Regions from separate parts of the Sus scrofa genome. Here region 1 is linked to region 2. Evidence: chromatin contacts called from public HiChIP or PLAC-seq data. All regions are on one chromosome and are shown on one strand. Each heading gives the region's core, a stretch centred on a gene start, on an enhancer-like site or on the middle of the called end of the contact. The rest is flanking DNA. Distances are from core to core; before and after follow the strand shown. Region 1 holds the start of TRIM44 (tripartite motif-containing protein 44). Region 2 holds the start of PRR5L (proline-rich protein 5-like).

The links. HiChIP or PLAC-seq counts read pairs in DNA pulled down with a chosen protein or histone mark.
Region 1: an H3K27ac HiChIP or PLAC-seq map of alveolar macrophages shows a contact between it and region 2. The contact joins the promoter of TRIM44 here to the promoter of PRR5L in region 2.

What each region holds. Positions count from the first base shown.
Region 1 is chr2:25,376,482-25,380,521 of Sscrofa11.1, reverse strand. TRIM44 (tripartite motif-containing protein 44) reads left to right here and starts at 1,784. Exons shown (of 5, transcript XM_003122865.4): 1 at 1,784-2,839. The coding sequence starts at 2,171.
Region 2 is chr2:24,809,883-24,813,932 of Sscrofa11.1, reverse strand. It overlaps PRR5L (proline-rich protein 5-like), which reads left to right and starts at 1,291. Exons shown (of 11, transcript XM_021083180.1): 1 at 1,291-1,521.

The DNA.
Region 1 (4,040 bases), core at 535-3,034, 570 kb before region 2:
AGAGAAATAATTTCTGGAGAAATGAACTGGAGAAAAATAGAAATGTATATGGAATTAGAACCAAACAAACCTTTGGAATATCCCCCCCCCCATTCTACAGAATTGTTCTGAGGTAAATAAAACAAAATTTTTTTTCTCACAGTAAGATGTCTGAAAAAGCTTCCCAGAAATTAAGCACACATTCATTATATGTGAAAATATTAAACATCATTTTTTTTTTTTGTCTTTTTGCCTTTTCTGGGGCTGCTCCCGTGGCATATGGAGGTTTCCAGGCTAGGGGTTGAATCGGAGCTGTAGCTGCCGGCCTATGCCAGAGCCACAGCAACATGGGATCCAAGCTGTGTCTGTGACCTATGCCACAGCTCACGGCAATGCCAGGTCCTTAACCCACTGAGAAAGGCCAGGGATCAAACCCACAACCTCATGGTTCCTAGTTGGATTCGTTAACCACTGCGCCATGATGAGAACTCCTAAACATTATTTTAAATGATTTTTTACCCACCTAATCCCCTGACATTTCTGTGAAGATCATTTGGAAATCTTAGCTCAAAAGTATCTAGGGGAATCAATGAAAAACAGACACAATCCTATCCTCCTTCCTTCTTTTCAACCACACCCCAGCCTCTCGCCTGACTAGATCAAAACATCCATTTCCTCTCTCAAATACAAATCAAAAGCTCTTCTATGAATGGAGAGACACAGATATGGAGTAAAAGGTGTGTGTGTGTGGGGGGGTGGCTTACACTACCAGCAGCCAGCCCAAATGTCCAATGTGCTAAAAATGTTTAAAACCTCCTCCAAAGGCTTATTATGTGCACTAAGTCTAATGAGGGCCAATGATAATAGTTAAAATGTAGTGAATACTCTGCAAAGCAGGCATCTTTACATATCATCCACAAACTAGCCCCATGAAGTCAGTATTATTATAATTTCCACTTTACACACACACTGGAAAACAGAATGATCAAATAACTTCTCCAGGGTCACAAAGCCAGTAAGTTGTAGTACCAGAATGTGGGGATCTTCTGGCAGTAGCTCTTCCCAACCTGGTTTATAAAGAGCAGTAAAAAGATCTAGTCCCATTCTTGGCACTTTAGTTTTGGTTCATAAATAACAGTTTCCTTTCTTTTGGAACTTAATCTGAACTAAGTCTCCTTATGGAAAGGAAAATGACTGCACACTGGAACTCTCATTCCACAAATACTGTCTTGCCTCAACTACTTCACCTGACATCTCTGCCAAACCCAAGGCAAGCTCTCTCTCTCTCTCTCTAAAAAGAAAAAAGGCGCAGGTGCAGAGGTTACCACCCTAGAAGTTCTGAGCCCTAGGAGAGGAGGAATGCAAACACACTTTGCAAACAGACAAAGCATAGTATTGCTTTAGATCAAAAATGTGTTTGCTCGCCCTGACTCTGATTCCCTGAGCCTAGGAGAACAAACATAACTGTTCCTTGGGCCCTTGGAAATGCCAAGGGGGAAGGTTCAGTCTGGTAAACAACCCTCCGTCCACACACCTTGCAGAAAGGCCACAACGGAGACTGAACAGGCAGTAACAATCTGGAAGGAGAGAGACTGAAATGCACCTGTACACCTGCCCAGTGGCTTTGAAAAGTCAGGCCGACACCTCCTGGGAAGGAGTGGAGGGTGCAGGGCCCAATCCTCTGCCTCCAGAGTAAGCGTGAGCAAGTGGGAGACCTCATCCATTCTCCCCCTCCTTCTGAGGATGCTGAGCCCCCGCGGGAAAAGCGGAAAAGGGCCAGTGCCACTTTAAATGACTCAGGAAGTAAAAGGGGGCCTCCTGACGCTGAGAGGGAAAGTGGAACCGGGGCGGCGCGAGGGCCCATCGTGCCGTGTTCTCGCCAGGGCAGCGGGGAGGGCGAGCGGGCGGCGTGGCGCAGGGGCCGACGGGGGCGCGGGACGGCCGCGCCGGAAGTGCCCCGGCAGCTGCAGGAAGCTCAGAGGGTGCCTAGCCGTGGAGCCGGCGAGAAGGCGGGGTGTGTGCTCCTGGGCCTGGCGGGGGCTGTAGGAGTAGGTGGCAGCGGGGCTGTGGAACGCGGTGCGGCAGCTGCCCGGGACGGCTCCCGGGTGGGGAGGAAGACGCAAGGAGGCCGCGCCGAGGCCAGGCGGCCAGCTCGGTGGGCTTGAGCCCCGGGCCGCTGCACGGCCCCCACATGGCCTCCGGAGGGGGCGCGGCCTTCGAGGAGCTGCCGCACGATGGCACGTGTGATGAGTGCGAGCCCGACGAGGCTCCGGGGGCCGAGGAAGTGTGCCGAGAATGTGGCTTCTGCTACTGCCACCGTCATGCGGAGGTGCACGGGCAGAAGTTCCCCCGGCACCACCTGGCCGAGTACGTCCACGGTGCTCACCAGGCCTGGGCCTCGGGACCTCAAGGGGGCGGCACAGGGGAGGAAGAAGTCGAGGCCCAGGTGGAGAAGGAGAAGGCCCTAGAAAGCGAGGCAGGGGAAGAGAGCGAGTCTGAGGAAGACAGTGAGTCCGAAGAAGAGAGCGAGACGGAGGAAGAGAGTGAGGATGAGAGCGAGGAAGAGAGTGAGGAGGACAGTGAGGAGGAAATGGAGGATGAGCAAGAGAGTGAAGCAGAGGAAGACAACCAAGAAGGAGAATCAGAGGCAGAGGGAGAAACTGAGGCAGAAAGCGAATTTGATCCGGAAATAGAAATGGAAGCAGAGCGAGTGGCCAAGAGGAAGTGTCTGGACCATGGGCTCGATTTGAGTACCTATTGCCAGGAAGATAAGCAGCTCATCTGTGTCCTGTGCCCAGTCATTGGGGCTCACCAGGGTCATCAGCTTTCCACCCTAGATGAAGCCTTCGAAGAACTAAGAGTAAGTATTGGGCATTCAGAGTACAGGCCTAGCGGTCAGGACACCTGGGTTGCAACTCAGGTGGCTTTCCTGGGGTCACACTCACCTTTCACCTTGTCCCCCAAAGGTTGGTCTGTTCAGCTTGTTGGGAGCAGTGCTTATGGACCTTTTCTGATTGAACTGCTTTGAGAATCAGATGAAAGTTTCTGGACTCAAGAAACATATTAATGTATACACAAAATCTAGTATCCAATTCCCAGAAAATGGCAACTCTTCGGATCCCAAGTAAAACATTCTTTGGATATTGGCTCCACTTAAGCTAGTTCCCACAGTATCTCCATTGTTGAGACTAAGGGCCTCGACTCAAGGCTCTTGACAGGGCAGTTACTTTGTCTTCTTGAAAACAGGACGAACCATGGTTTAGTCAGATGAAGTCAAGCAGATAGTTCCTCTGTAAAGACTTCCTAAGATTATGGGATTTTTTTTGTTCTTTTTTTGTTTGTGGGTTTTTGTTTTTGTTTTTGTTTTTTATGGCTGCACCTGCAGCACATGGACGTTCTTGGGCCAGGGATTGAATCCGAGCTGCAGCTGTGACTTATGGCAGCTCTGGCAAGGTGGGATCCTTTAACCCACTGCAGCAGGGCTGGGGATCCAACCCGATCCTCCCCAGGGACCCGAGCTGCTGCAATTGAATTCTTAACCCACTGTGCCACAGTGAGAACTCAAAGGCTATGGCTTTAATAATAACTTTATGTATACGGTGAATTCCTTTTAGGTTCTTCATGTTTGGTGCTTGTTTGGAAAGGAGGATAAGAGGGTTGAGGCAAAATTGGGAGGGAGTGGAGGTGACTGTGTCCTTTATCTTTTGCAAAAGGGCAGGGCTTTTATCTATCTTGAACCTTGCTGATCCCCTAGAACAGTGTTTGGAAATATTATAAATACTAGTAAATATTTGTTGAATGAATGAATTTGTAAAGGATTCGCCTTTTATTTATGGTGTGGATATTTATAATCAGTGGAGAGACTGCTGAAATTAACTAGGGAAGAAAGTCTGTGTGGCCTGATTGGTTCATTAGTTAATGTCATTATGACATCTTTTGTTTGCCTAAGCAACCTTGCATTTGGTGGCTTGGGATGACAAATACTTTGAAAATGAAAATCCCGTTTTAAGATTTTCTGTTTTTTAATGTATGGTACACATGCATAGTCTAACAAACAATTA
Region 2 (4,050 bases), core at 42-2,541:
CAGGCAAATTGAGGCCAGAAGACCTGAAAATGACAGATATGTGCTGGCTTGGAAATGCCCTCTGTGTCCAGATCGGGCATCACAAGCTGCATGATTCCAGGCTCACTTTGTATGAACAGTGTCTCGGGAAACACCAGTTTCAAAATAGGGAAATCTGACACAAAGATCTAGCTTTCCAGCTTTGCTTTAAAGATGGACGGGCCTGGCCATGCCATTCCTACCTTTTCACGTTACAACAGTTGCCTAGAGCTGAGCCCTGGCTGCCCCCAAACACTGGCACGAGTGCTTGAATCCCCACTGTCCCCATTGCTCTCTGCAGTGTCGCCGTTGGTCCTCTCTATACATTGGTCACCTGCCTTATCCCTGTGGATATTTGTTGGGTGCCCAACTTCCCTGAGGGACCTAATGGGGAAAACTTAGGCCATAATAGGTGGTGAGGCTGAATTTGGGTGTTTGAGATCCTGGGGTTCCAGCCATGCCCTTAGCATCTCCTCATGAGTCTAAGCAAATTGCAAGTGTAATGTGAGCGTCTAATTTGTCATTCATGCTTCTAGAGCAATTTTTATAAGCCACATAATTCTCTATGAGTTTTACATGTATTAACTCATTTAATCCTCACTAACCCAAGAATGATCCCAGTTTACAGGTGGAAAAACTAAGGCTGGGAGAAAAAAAAAACGGACAGTGCTTGGGTAATTAGTAGCAGGACCAGGATTTAAAGTCAGGAGCCTCATTTTGTGAGCTTGCTCCTACCTGGGTGTCTGGTTAATAAGGGGGTGCAATCGCTACTATGTAAGGAATGATCTGGTCTTAGCAATTGCGGCTGCCCTGAGGCCGGCACTGGAGGATTTGAAGAGATGACACCCTGATTTTTTTTCAGCTCTAACTTGTGGTGAGTCTCTGAAAACATGTTAAGAGAGGAGGCAAGGGAAAGGAAAGGGGTACTTGGCAATTTGCCATGCCCAGAAGACTGGCGCATACCCAGGTGCTCACCCCTGATGGGGTGTCGCCTGCTCCCCATTACAGAACACTGTGGGCTGGGAGTCTGAAGTTGCTCTCCCAGTGCTGACTGGCCGGGTGGCTGTGATTAGCAAAGTCCAGTGAGCATCAGGCCCGGGAGGGCACTGTGGCCTCATTCCCGTCCCCAGGAGTAACACAGAAGTGGCTGGTAACACGGAGCATTGTCCTCGCCCACACAGGGCCTCTTTGTCTCCTCGATGCACAGAGAGGAGGCCGTGACAATGGCCTTGAATGGCACTTTGCTCTCCTTTCTCCAATGTTACGCTTGTTTTTTTCAGTGCTGAAAACAGCTAAACAATTACTTCCTGCGGGGAGTGTCAGCTTTTCATCTTTTCCGCCTGCTCCTCTGGCAGTCCTCGGGGCCCCGAGCAGTGGGAGCTGAGTGGACACATGGGCCCAGGGAGAGCTGGGCTCCATGGAGGCTGAAAGGCTGTGGCACCTCACCTTTCCCTGGCCAGGTGGGACCTGCCCTGGAGGAAGGAACCAGACCAGGGAACGCAGGTGAGAGTCTGGAAGCAGCTGGTGGGGCGTGGGGGTTGGAGGTCACGGCTGCAGGTCTAGCCAGAGGAGGATGGCTTTCTGCTTTCAAGACACCCTGTTTGCTTGAGAGCCGCTGTCTGCTGGTAAACAAAGATGAAAAAGCTACTGAGGTCAAGTTCGGCAGCCTCTAGACTAGGGAAGCACTCTTCCTGTCTGATCTCCACTCCATGCCTTTGATGTCTTTGGGTGACCGGAAACGTCAAGGTCCCCGTGGGTTTGTTGAGATGACTAGTCCTCTAATGATAGCTGCCATCATGAAGCGCTAACTCTGTGTGTCGGACATGTAGACATATGACTATGTGGAGCTGACTGTCCTGATAGCAGTTATAGAAAATACAACGTGCTTTCCATTCTTGCCTGAGTGCCACCCAGGCAGCCTGGTGCTAGAATCTGTGCTGCACACCACCGTGCCTCTTGTGTAATGGTCTTTACAATAGACCGAGCTTACTGCAGGGTTCCACTTGGAAGGACTTTGATCTCTAATGATAACTATGTGTACTGAGTCCCTTACCTGGTGGCAGGCAAGGTTCTAAATGGTTTGCTTCTATTTCCTCATTAATTCTACATAATAACTCTCTGGGATGAGTTAACTTTAATCATCCCCTTTTTACAAATGAAGTACAGAGACATTAAGCAATTTACCCAGGATCGCACAGCTGTCTGGGGGCAGAATCAGGGTTTGAACACAATTCTGATTGAATACTCTGCAGGATTAGGTGAATCGAATGCCTGCCCAGCCCTGTGAGTAATGCTTGGTTTGCAGTGAGTCTCTTTGTCCGGGTCACGAGGCCTGGAGTGTGGCGTTCCGTCCCTGGCTTTGCCGAACAGCAGCACTGAGTTATCCATTTCAGAAACTCAGACGCTCTTAAATGGTTCGCCTGTTGTCCTCAGCTTTCGCCAAGCTCGAGAAGATGGAACTGCCCGGTGGGGACAGGGAGGGATTTGGAATGATAATCGCTCAATGTGTGTCACCTCTTCCTTGGCCAGAGACAGGCCAAGCTGCCACATAGGTGGGAGGACAGATGTTAAATAAACAGGACTCGCTGGCTATATGCAGGAAGCCAGCTTTATTTTTGTCTATCTCTGCCCCTTAATTTTTTTGTAGGGCCCTACTCTTTCCTTGCCCTGGGGTGAAAATTAGGGCAGGTCCCTGGCTCTTCTGCTTGCTTACCTTTCTAGTTTCAACAATGTCTCAGTTGAGTAATTGATACATCCAGGTCTGTGCAATAACCCAGACCTTCAAACTTCCTTCCAAGCGGACACTCCTCTTTGCCACCACCTCCCCTGCCTCTCGGGGGGAGCTGGGAAAGGGAGTCTGTTGTCAGTTTCTGGTTTCCCACCCAGTACTTCCACCTGGCTAACTGAGGCTTCTGCCCCCTGGTGGGAGAGGGGGAAGGAAGGGGAGCAGGAAGTTCTCACCTGGTTAACGCTGTGGGACGCTGGCATCCCCCTGGCTGGGCCTGGTAGGCAATTAACCTGATTCTTTGTCTCATGGTTGGATTTTGTGGATTCTTCAGAAAACCCTCTAAGCTGCCAGTCCCTTGAAGCAGGTGCCTGAGACTATTCTTAGTCCCCCTGCATCTGAGCAGTCTGTATTAGTCAGCCTGGACTGCCAAAGCTAATATACAGAGGGGGTGGCTTAAACTACAGAAATTTATGTCCTCAGAGTCCTGGAAGCTTGAAGTCTGGGGCCAAGGTATGGGCCTCTGTCCTTGGCTTGTAGATGGTATCTTTTCCCTGTGTCGTCACATGGCCTTTGTTATAAAGGTAAAAAGCTTGTGCTCCAGCTGTAATGCAGGAGCTGGGCCAGAGGTGACAAGTCCATCAGGAACCTTCACAGGTACAGTATGAGAGTTTCCTCCAGGTATCAAGGGATCTCTGCTTCTTGAAACCCCTCCCCCTCCCCCAGGATAACTTAATCCATGGAATCATGACAAAGGGGTGGAATAGATTCTTTTGGTGCATCGAAGCAATATTATGTTCTGAAAGCCTCATCTGAGGCAGAAGGGGATGCATCATCTTACTTTCTGTCTCCTAAGGGGTTCTTTACCTAATAAAGATCTTAAAATATAAAGATTTTTATTTTTAAGCAATTTTTTGGTTTAGTGTTTTTTTTTTTTTTTTTTTTTTTTTTTTGTCTTTTTGCCATTTCTTGGGCCACTCTCGAGGCATATGGAGGTTCTCAGGCTAGGGGTCAAATCAGAGCTGTAGCCTCCGGCCTACACCAGAGCCACAGCAACAGCAACTTGGGTCCAAGCCGCGTCTGCAACCTACACCACAGCTCACGGTAACGCCAGATCCTTAACCCACTGAGCAAGGCCAGGGATTGAACCCACAATCTCATGGTCCCTAGTCAGATTCTTTAACCACTGAGCCACGACGGGAACTCCTGGTTTAGTTTTTAATTATTTTCTTTTTTTAAAAAGTGCGATGGGAATATAGTTGAACTAACCAAGTTGTGTTAGTGTCATGCATACAACAGAGTAAATC